Regions from separate parts of the Mus musculus genome. Here region 2 is linked to region 1. Evidence: chromatin contacts called from public targeted proximity ligation data. All regions are on one chromosome and are shown on one strand. The core of a region is the stretch at or near the end of the contact, and the rest is flanking DNA. Distances in the headings are between cores, read along the strand shown.

Region 1 (5,043 bases), core at 323-2,822:
AGAAAATGCCTTACAGCTGGATCTCATGGAGGCATTTCCTCAAGGGAGGTTCCTTTCTCTGTGATAACTCCAGCCTGTGTCAAGTTGACACACAAAACCAGCCAGTACGGCTGGGAAGTACGGTGCAAGGCTAAGAGTTCAGAAATGGAGGTAGTTTCTGGTGTTGCAAAGGTCTAGGGTACCCAAATAACAATGGAGTGTTTCAGGGTTGAGAATCTCAGATGGGCAATTTGCCTACCTGAATGCTAACCCCACTAACAGTGTTAACAGCTGGGAGGGAAGGCTGTTAAGTGTGTGGGACTTTCAGAGCATGAAGGTGAGCGAAAGTCAGAAGACTTTCACAAGGCGCCGGGTGGAGCTAGCTTAGCCTGGGGGCAAGGTCTAAAGCTGCAGAGGGAGGGAAAGGAAGAGGCAACTCACAGCGAACAACACTAATGCTAACAGGTGCTAAATTCCACTCCAGAGGCCTCATAAACTTCGTCCTCTCCTTGGGGGGCTAAGAGGCCACCCAGGGTAAAGGATTTATTCAGGGTCCTGGGCTGGGAAGGAAACGAGAAACAACCAGACCTTTTATTTCCCTTTCTCTGTTTCCTAAATGCCAACAGTGTTTTGGATATTTAAAAGGACACTTAAAATGCCCTTGTTGTTTCTGCCTTTGAACGACCAGTGCCGCTCAAGGACAGGGCGGTGGTAACCATGGCAGTGAGCAGAGGGTGGTGAAGAGGTGGTTTTTAAAATGGGGTGAACCTCAGACAGGCGGCAAACAGAGCTGGAACCTCTTGTCTTCCTTGGGGCCCTTTGTTCATTCAGCTTAACTGTAAGGAAAAGCTGAATTCTTCCCTGCAGGGAGGCAAGCTTAAAAAGAGAAGGGTTTGCCTCTCTCGAGGTGTGTCCCTGGGAATAGATTTCGGGGGGTGGGGGAGCACTAGGAAAATTTGGGGCAGCTGGCACAAACAGGGCACAAACAGGACAGTCTGGGATGGCAAAGAAACTAGCTGTCTTGCCTCCTGGGTACAGAGTTCTTAGGACCTGTCAGCTGTCTCGCCACCTCTCCCCAGACAGGTGGCCGCTCATGGGGGTGGCCTAGTATTCCAGCCAAAAAGGCTGCCAGGCCCAGCCTTTGCAGGAAGGTTTGGGGTGGGGGGAAGGGTAGAGGAGACAAGAGAAGGAGAGAGCTGACGCACTGCTGGATTAGGAGCTTTAAGAGCCTTCCCTTCCAGGACGAAGACGCGCCCCAAGCGGTCACAGGGCAGGGCAGGGCAGGGCAGGGTAGAACAGGGCAAACTGGAGGAGGCACATGGGCGCAGGAAAAGTCCCATGACTGCAGTGTTTTGCGGCAGGTTTCCCAGCTGCTGTAGGCAGAAGGGAGGCAGTCCCGGGTGATGGGCGAAGGGAGGGAGAGGGAAGAAGAGGGAAGTAAACAGGAGACCACGGAGAGAGCCAGTTCCCGGTGTTCAGAGAACACCAGCCGCCTCCGGTCCCGGTGGGTGGCTGTATGTGTGGAAATGAAACAGGGAGTGGGAGGGAGAGTGAAGAACAAGCATACACTTTTTTTTTTTTTTTTTTTTTTTGCCTGTCATCCACTCACCTCGTCTTCCCGACCCTGCAGCCCACGTCCCTACTGGGGTAGGGGTGGCAGGAGGTGGGAAGGAGATTGCTCGCCAGGCACCCACCCCTAAGTACAAGCAACTGTCGCTGAATCAGAACTGTCTCAGCCGCCTGTCACCTGCGCTCGCTCGGGAGGGGCACATGGCATCAGACTTGGGACTTGCGACGAGAGGGGGTGGAGGACCCAGCAACGGGCCAGAGCGTGGGGTGTCTCCGGGAACTGGGAAAAGCTGGGAGTGACTATCTCCAAACATCTAGGGGGACATCGGGGAGAATGGGTGGGACTAGGGGCTTAAGGGGACTTGGAAGCAGGGGGAGGGGATGACAGAGGGCGGGAGTGTCCTGCAGTGGGAAGCACCGGGGAACGGCGCCGGGGCTGAGGGGCGGCTGCTGCTGCCGCCAGTGCGCGGGGTTATGCGAGGTAACCGAGAGCCTGGAGGAGGAGGGAGGCGGCGTGGGCCGCGGGCCGGGGTGTCTGGCGCTCGTTGGACAAAGAGATGATGAAACGTGAGCGCTATATTTACCAAGGGGGTGGAGACGGGTGGGAGGGGGGTAAAAAGGACAAACTGTTCCACAACAACCACAGGAAACACAGCCCTTCTGACTCACCCAGAGGGCCGCGCCGACCCCAGCGCAGCCTTAGCCTCGAGGCAGAACCATACTCGGGGGGCGCCAGCACCCGGCCGAACCCTGGTGCTCTGGCTGGGGATGCATAGGCTTATAAATGAAAGGGACACCGGGTCGAAATACTGCTTGAGTGTGTGCATAGCTTTTGTGGGGTAGGGGAGGGCAAGGAACGACATTAATTTTTTTTTTCTTTTTAAGCCGGGTGGCTGGGTCATCGTAGGAAAGATGTGGCTGCAGTCGTGGAAAGCACGATTCCTGCAAAGTCATCTCCACTCGCACAGCCTGGCCGGCCAGCCCGCCCCGCCCAGGGACAGCAACACCAGCCACCCCACCTCTCTTTTCCTCCCCCACCCCCGCGCCTTGCACGCAGGGCCCAGAGTTGGGGTGCGGTATGGACTATGTTTAGAAGCTGATGTCATCGCGACACCCTACTCTGCAGTCTTCCCAGAGGGACCGCAGGGCAGGTTTTCCTGATCTTCGAGGATGTGGGGGTGGAAAGTGGCCTGCCTTCTCAGCACACCTCACACCCATGGTACCTCAGGGATTAAAAAAAAAAGAAAGAAAGAAACATCGCTAGAGTTACGAAACAGGGAGGCGCGCTCACGTGGAGCGTGCGAGCCCAGTGGCTAGCGCCCCAGGGGCCAGCAACCCTCCCTCGTGGCTCCACCTCCACCTCAGGTGTGGGGGGGCTAATGTCAAGGTTAGCTCACGTGGGCGCGGGCGCCCGGAGCTCCTTGCACGAGTTTGGGGCGGATTCCTCGTCCCCCAATCTAGGGCAGTTTGTTCAACTGCAGCAAAGAGAGCTTGATGTTCCAGCAGGGAAGGGATTTCTGAGAACTGGGACTGTCCTCAAATGAACCTGCCTCCTCCGGCTGCTGCGGCGGCGGCCGCCTGCGGAAGACTTTTTAAAAGGGCGATGCCAGGCCCAGACGCTCGGCGCGCAAGTGGCTGAACCGCCCGCCACTCTGCGGCCGGAGCCGAGCACCCGCCCCGAGCGCCACGCGGGGCTGCTCTGAGCTCAGGGGGCTGCCGGCTAAACTTATCCTCCTGCATATGCATGAACGGATGGCCTTTCCGCTCCGCAATGGAGAGGCCTGGGGTTTTGCGGTAGGCTGCTTAGTGGAGCAAGAGTAAAGTAGGGCGTCGTGGAAGTTTTCGCGCCGGAGCTCCCCGCCCCCTCCAGACACTGGGTGTTAACTCAACCTGGCTACAATCGGTTCGCCAGATCCGGCTTTATCGGATTGTTTCAAATCCAGGGACGTCGCTCTAGTGAAGAGCCCACCCCTTCATTCCTGTCTCTATTCTTCCTAAACTCACCACCTTTCAGCAAAACGAACACAGCTTTCCCCAGTAGGCCCTTTATGTGCTCTGGGTGAGATTCCCTAAAGCTGCTGAGCTCAGGCCGGGAAAGGGCGAGGTGAGGATCTATCCCAATGTGAGGTCTGACACGTGATCCTCTACCCCCAGCGGGCCATCTGTTCTTTTTCCTTCCCGCCGGGAGGCTGGCAACTTTGTCTGGGCAAGGTCCACGCCTCTCAGCAGGAAAATACCGAGAAAAGCCAGAATCGGCAGAAACCTGTATCTACAGCATGTGACTTTAAGCTGAACTTCGGGCCTAGAGCTGGGACCATACTTGGCCATCTGTGTTTTAAACTAAGTGCCAGGTGATTAGCCCCACCCAACAAGATGGGGGAAGCCCTGCTTCGGGCTCAGTCTAACTCTGTCTCCAGAAGAGGGGCCCAAGAATCGGCAGCGTTAGCCTGGAAACACCTTACCGGGGTTTACCTAGGAAAAAGAACAGATTCTAAGCCTCTAGGCCACTTCCTACAGAGCCGTGTAAGAAGGGGGTGGGGGTGAAATTATGAATTAGGAAAAAAATGGCATGCTAATTTTAGCTTTTGGGAGGTGGCGGCAGGGAGTTGGAGGCTAGCCTAGGCTCTGTTTTTTGAAATAATTTTGAGGGGAAAAAAAGCATTCTCGTTAAGTACTGGCTTTAAGGTTCCCGAACCTTCACCGTAAGGTGACACAAGCAGATGAGGCACTGTTCTGAGAGAGCAAATCTTACTCTAGTGTTCCCCCTTCTCCATTTCTGTGTGAGACAGAGTCTCACATACCCCATAATCTCCTTTTCTCTTCCTCCCTAGTTCTGTGACTTCAGGTACTACAGGTGTGACATTCTACAGGCCCACCCTGGCCTCTAGGAATTTTTATAAACCCCTGCATCTCGGGAGTCTGAAGAGACTGCAACTGTGTTAAATCTAATCCTATCAGTCCAGTCCGCAGATAAGAAAATGGCTGGGAGAGGTGAAGTGAGGTCACAGATCTCATTTAAGGCAGAAGAGGCCTTATAGCCTTCACATTAATTCTACTGGGAAGCCTTGTAAACAAGGCTCACTGTTCTGGCTACAGGCTAATAAGCCATAGCCATGGGAACTTGGAAGATACAGCATAGGGTAGGGAGACTGTGCAAAGGAAAATAACATGTACTAGAAACAGTTACAATCTTTGGGTTCTCTTGTTCCCCTGGGTGGGAGTATTTGGAGTAGAAATGAATGAAGACTAACTTGGGAAAGCGGACCTCTTAGATTTATGTGCCATAATATTAACAGGATATTTTGCCCAACATTTAATTGAGATAACAACATGCTGGCTAAATAGCATTAGCTGGTTTTAATCATAAAACTATTATAGTACATTTCAATACAGATAGAAAATATTGTTTAAAAATACAAGGAAAAAAGTCATGATGTGGGAAATACCACTTCTGGTGCTCTGTGTTATCTATCAAACACACGTATGATTCGTAAC
Region 2 (5,368 bases), core at 2,550-5,049, 1.0 Mb after region 1:
GTGCACACACAAGGAATGATGCTGCATGTGTAATACATGGAGTGATGAGTGTGCACACACATGGGAAGACGCTGCATGTATATACATGGAATGACGATGCATGTACATAGGCATAGGATGATGTTGGGTATGCACACGTGGAATGAAGTTGAACATGCACATGCGCACGCGTGGAATGTTACTAAGCAACAAACGAACTAGTGAGTCTCACACAACAACACAGACATGTCATGGAGATTCCCTGGAAAGAAGGAAGCCATAAACACTGAAGTCTTCATGTCAAACAAAACTGTTCCCGGAGAGGGGAATTAAATAAGGTTCTCTTGGTGGGGCCAGTTTGACGATGATACAAAGTGTCCACCTTTCTATCCAAATGGTAACCACACCACTGACTTCCTGGAAGCCTGTGACTAGATGGCACAACACAGAACAAGTACTAATGAGTCATATATTTAAAATATTAAATTTAATATTATACTTTACCACAATAAAATACCCTTACTTTCAGCACCAAATCCAAAAAAAAAAAAAAATTAAGCCTTTTATTTGAAAAGTAAACACAAATCTATATATAAATACTTCACCAAACACCATAAACATGGCAATCTAGAAAATGTTTGAAAATGACTCTGTAGACTGTAGAGGGCAGATCTTTCCTGGATCCTTCTGTTGCTTTGGTAAATTCTTTCTGTATGGAAACATTCCAGACAAACTGTTTTAAACTCCAGTTCTTAAGAAGGCTCAGAGTATCTTTCTTTCCCTCTCCAACCACTCCCTCCTAGAGTCAGCTGCCAAGCTGGGCATTTGAGCAGTGTATCCAACTAATACGCCTCCCAGACTTTAGATTAAAACCTTCACTTTAGGCCAGGTTGCCTTTAATCCCAGCACTCTGGAAGCAGAGGCAGGCAGATCTCTGAGTTCGTGGTCTACAGAGTGATTTCCAGAACAGCCAAAGCACACAGGAAAACTCTATCTTAGAAAAAACAAACACATAGGCTTCGCTTAGGGCTGTAGCTCTGAGGTTAGAACGCTTGCCTAACAGGAACAGAGGCCTGAGTTTTTCCCAGCAGCCCAAAAAGGAAAGAAAATAAATCCTGACACAGGCCATATGCAACTCTGGACCACCTGGGGGCCTCTTACTTTCCAAGAGTCTCCAGCAGCCTGATTTGCCCCGGTAACAATAACACTAGGAGGAAAGAAACAAACGTTTTCAGTTTCATACCTGGGAAATTTCAGGGAGTGTCTAAGATGCCACAAATCTCTCTCCCCTCTTAAAACTCACCCAGACACTAACCAGAGCAGCCTGAGGCTGGAGAAGTGCCTTCCTGGAGGACATGCTCAGAAGTGCTGGACTCCAGCTGAAGCAACGGAGAGCAAGCACTTTCACAGGAGTCCCTGAATGAGGAAGTTCCTCTCGCAACCATCAATCAGAAGTCTGGTTTCTAGCCTGGCTGGAAGGGGAGCCAGAAGAGGCTCCCAACTGCAGCCTGGGGCCCCTTCTGTGCTCATCCCTGCAAAAGTTCACCCTGGGGGGAAAGTCTATGGCAAAAGGCAAGGGTGTGTGGGAGGCTTCCCCCTCCCAGGGGACGCCACCCTCCCCCGGGACGCCACCCTCCCCCACAAGCAGCTTTGCCTGGAAAAGGTGGAGAAAAGAATGAAAATGGATTCTCAAGAAGCCCTCCAAGAAAGCTGGAGTGGGGCTGGAGGGAGGAAGGCTTACTGCTCTTTAGAGGACCCTCCTTCCGTTCCCAGGAGCCACAGCAGGCGGCTCACAACTGCTTAGAACTCCAGTCCAGGGGGTGATTCAGAGTGCTTCCTCTTCTGCTGAATTCAGTTCCCAGCACCCCATCAGGGGGCTCACAATTGCCTGTAAGCCCAGCTCCAGGGAATCTGACAACAGGCCTCCAGGGATATGTGGGTGCACACATACACATTAAAAATAAACCGGGGGCTGGTGAGATGGCTCAGCAGGTAAGAGCACCCGACTGCTCTTCCAAAGGTCCTGAGTTCAAATCCCAGCAACCACATGGTGGCTCACAACCATCCGTAATGAGATCTGACGCCCTCTTCTGGAGTGTCTGAAGACAGCTACAGTGTACTTACATATAATAAATAAATAAATCTTTAAAAAAAATAATAAACCAAACTTATTTTTAAATAATAAGGGTTGGAAAGACTCCCCAGTGGATAAGAGCACTTGCTGCTCTTACAGAGAACCTGGGTTCATTTTCTAGGACCCACGGGGCAGCTCACAACTGAAGGGACTCTAGCTACCTTGAGTTGGCCAGCATGACTCTAGCAGACCTGGCCCTTCTCCTCCATTCCCTCTGCCTCGCTTAAAAACAACAACAAAAACAAACAAACAAACACACCAAACTGCTATCCATTCCAAAGGCTAACCCCCCATGGTCTATTTCCTTATTGCTAATTCCTATTCCAGAAACTGACTACCAAGGTCCAGCTGTAAAGTCTAGCAATCAAAAGCTCCCTTCAGGCACCTAATTAACATGCACAATTAAAATTAAACACTTCATCTCAGCACAGGGTTTCCCATTTCACCTTTATAAACCATCATTTGCCTGTCCCCTCTCCATCCAGAGGCAGCCCTTTATCCCATTCCAAGACAAATAACCCTCTTCTTTCTTTTCTCTCCGTTCTCCCTCTTCCTCTGGCTCCTGTCTCATCCCTTAACCCTGACCTCTGTCCCTCCAGAGCAAATACATCTCCTTTGTGCTAAGCGCACATTTTTCCTTTTAACAAGTCTGTGTCTATAAACTGGGCATGGTGGTGCACATCTTTAATCCCAGTCAGGAGGATCTCACCTAGTCTACATAGTGAGCTCCAGGACACACAGCCAGACCTAATATACAGATGGAGGAAAAAGGAAGTCTCTAGCTCCGGCTCCAGGGATGTGAGATTCTTGTCTGGCCTCTGAGAGTATAAGGCGCAAACAACCACCGAGTACACAGACATACAAGACGGCAAAACACCATACATATAGAGAAAAAAATAATTCCAGAAAAAAATTAAAATAAAATCTGGAAAAGGGAGGAGAAGACAGTCGCTACTGGCTTGAGGGAAGAGAACCCTGTGGCTCTGGCTAGTACATTATTCAAGCTGCAACTTAATAACAGATCTTTCCATTGCTCTGTGAGCTAAGCAACTACCAGGCTCCCTGGGACCTTTGCCGTTAAACAGTATGTCTTTTTAAAAACGTCTTTCTGAAAGAATCCAATGGATGCCTTTTTAAAAGAAAAAAAATAAGAAAATAACACACACATATAGCTGAAAGAGCAAGTAATTTGGAATATCTTGCTCCAAACTCCTTAGAATGTTCTCTAAGCTTTACACTCGAGCACTGAGAGCCCCCAGGAAGTTAGGGGCCACAGATGACTTTATTAGCCATCTAAACTAAGCAGAGCTGAGGTCTGCAACTCACATAAAGTGGCCAGTTAATTAGCGCTGCAGTTTCTGCTGCTTCTGGGCCTAAGTTCTGCAACACAGTAACAATTTTAATGGAGACCAACCTGAGCTAAACACAGCCCCATCTCAACAACAGCACACTGAGAGGTCCAGAAGCAATTCTACACTTTTTTTGGTTAAGACTTTTTAGTTCATCCAACTATCATCCATTCGCTACAGAAATATGAGGAATTCTCTCAATTAAGTTCGCCACTAGTCTGAGTCATGCTAGCTCATGCCTTCCCAAATCGAGTCAATCTGATAAGTACACAGTGACTTCGTCTGATGCCCTGCCCCGAGAGCCCTTGTGCCTACCACTCTGACTCACACAAGGGCAGGGCTCACAGCTAATGGGAAGTGACTGGCGGTATGCAGTGGCCGGAGGAAACAGGGGCAGGTGTACACCAGCCAATCCCACACAGCCGAGCAGCTGACTCCTCACTGAAGAGGGCTAAAGAGGAAGAAGCCTGCTCCTCGGTCGGAAACTGAGCTCACCAGGAAGTCCTTTAGTTTTGCTAAGAACCTCCCTCACTAATCTCATCGATTCTACTCCGCTGAATCCTCCGGAGACTGAGAGTGGCCGGTGACGTGAAGGTGTTGTCTCCGAGCTACAGGGATGACTCTCCTGGGTGAAACCCCACCCACCCAGGTTCTCAGGTGCGCCTGCTATCCTTGTAAGGCAAAAAGAAGAAACTGAACTTGAGCCAAGTGGGTAGGATCAGCTCTCAGATCATGTAAACAAATTGCTATAGTCGGACATTAAAGCAATGAGGCCGGCTGACAAATTTCTTTTTCCTTCCTCCTGAGAACAAAGGCCCTAGAAGCTCCAAGCCCTAGAAGGAACAAATACTACTAGAAAGCATTAGACCTTAAAAACTTTTGGTCCTGCAGGGGAGCTCCTTAGGCAGGGAGGTAAACACACACACACACACACACACCCCTGCGGGGAAGACGACTCTCAAGCAAAAAGACCTGCTTGGAAGACATTTCTGCCACCTGAAGCTGCAAAGGACCCTCCAATCTGCTGAGCTGCCTGCAGGCTGTCCAGTGTGGTCCAGGTTCCCAGCCTTTGTGAGCTGTCACCCATGCCGGGGTGAACTTTGGCGATAAGAGTTATTCTGGGGTGATCTGTGCTCATCCATATGGGATCATTTCTATTCCTGAATTCAGATTCCTGTAGGGAACCCCAATAAAACTCACTGGGTCGCCAAGCTGGACTTTGGTGGTATCCTTACCACTAAAAATTGGGTGTATCATGGGTTCCCAATCTGGGATTGAGTGTTTTGTCCACCCCGTAAAATAAAAAATTAAGTCACACAACACCTGGCTCGCCTTACCTTCAACTCAAGGAACTAAAGTTTCTCTATCACGATCCACGTTTTCCTTTGTTAGGATGGCAAAAATGTAACTGGACTTTGAGACTGGTGTACAGTCTAAAAACTTACCACCAAAAAAAGCTACAAACCTGGTCTGGACAGGTGTCTCAGCAGTTAAAAGCACTAGCTGTTCTTGCCAAGGACCAGGGTTTGATTCCCAGAACTTCATTCTCTGCTCACAATCACCTGTCAGCCCAGACCCAGAGGATCTGCCAAGCCTCTTCTGGCCTCCAAGGGACAACAGGTACCCATTGTTGTGCAATATAAGTGCAGGCATATAATAAAATAATTTTAACTCTAATAAGTACCTGGCACAGCAGGTACTTAGGATATTCCAGGCCCTGGGTTCCACCCACAGCTTCCTGAAGCAACAAAGGGGACGGGAGGTGTTCATTCAGAGATGTGTCAAGATTACATTTTCCCCATTACTATATTTACTCCTCACACAGAACAGGAGGAGGAGGAGAAACATAAAAGCCACACCCATCAAAGTCTAGTCAGGCTAAAACATTAGTCTAAGTTCAAATAAG

The links.
Region 2: a targeted proximity ligation map of extraembryonic endoderm stem cells shows a contact between it and region 1. A contact is called at or near these places in 1 of 39 promoter capture datasets (pre-B cells), 5 of 130 datasets of targeted methods (astrocytes, epiblast stem cells, extraembryonic endoderm stem cells and 2 more) and 1 of 9 other capture datasets (adipose tissue).

Annotation. Positions count from the first base shown.
Region 1 is chr19:23,132,926-23,137,968 of GRCm38.p6, forward strand. 2410080I02Rik (a long non-coding RNA gene) reads left to right here and starts at 1,573. Exons shown (of 2, transcript XR_386610.3): 1 at 1,573-2,029; 2 at 2,434-4,186.
Region 2 is chr19:24,162,817-24,168,184 of GRCm38.p6, forward strand. The region is part of intron 2 of Tjp2 (tight junction protein 2); the gene reads right to left. Among named protein-coding and RNA genes, the nearest start is that of Tjp2, 60 kb to the right of the region's middle.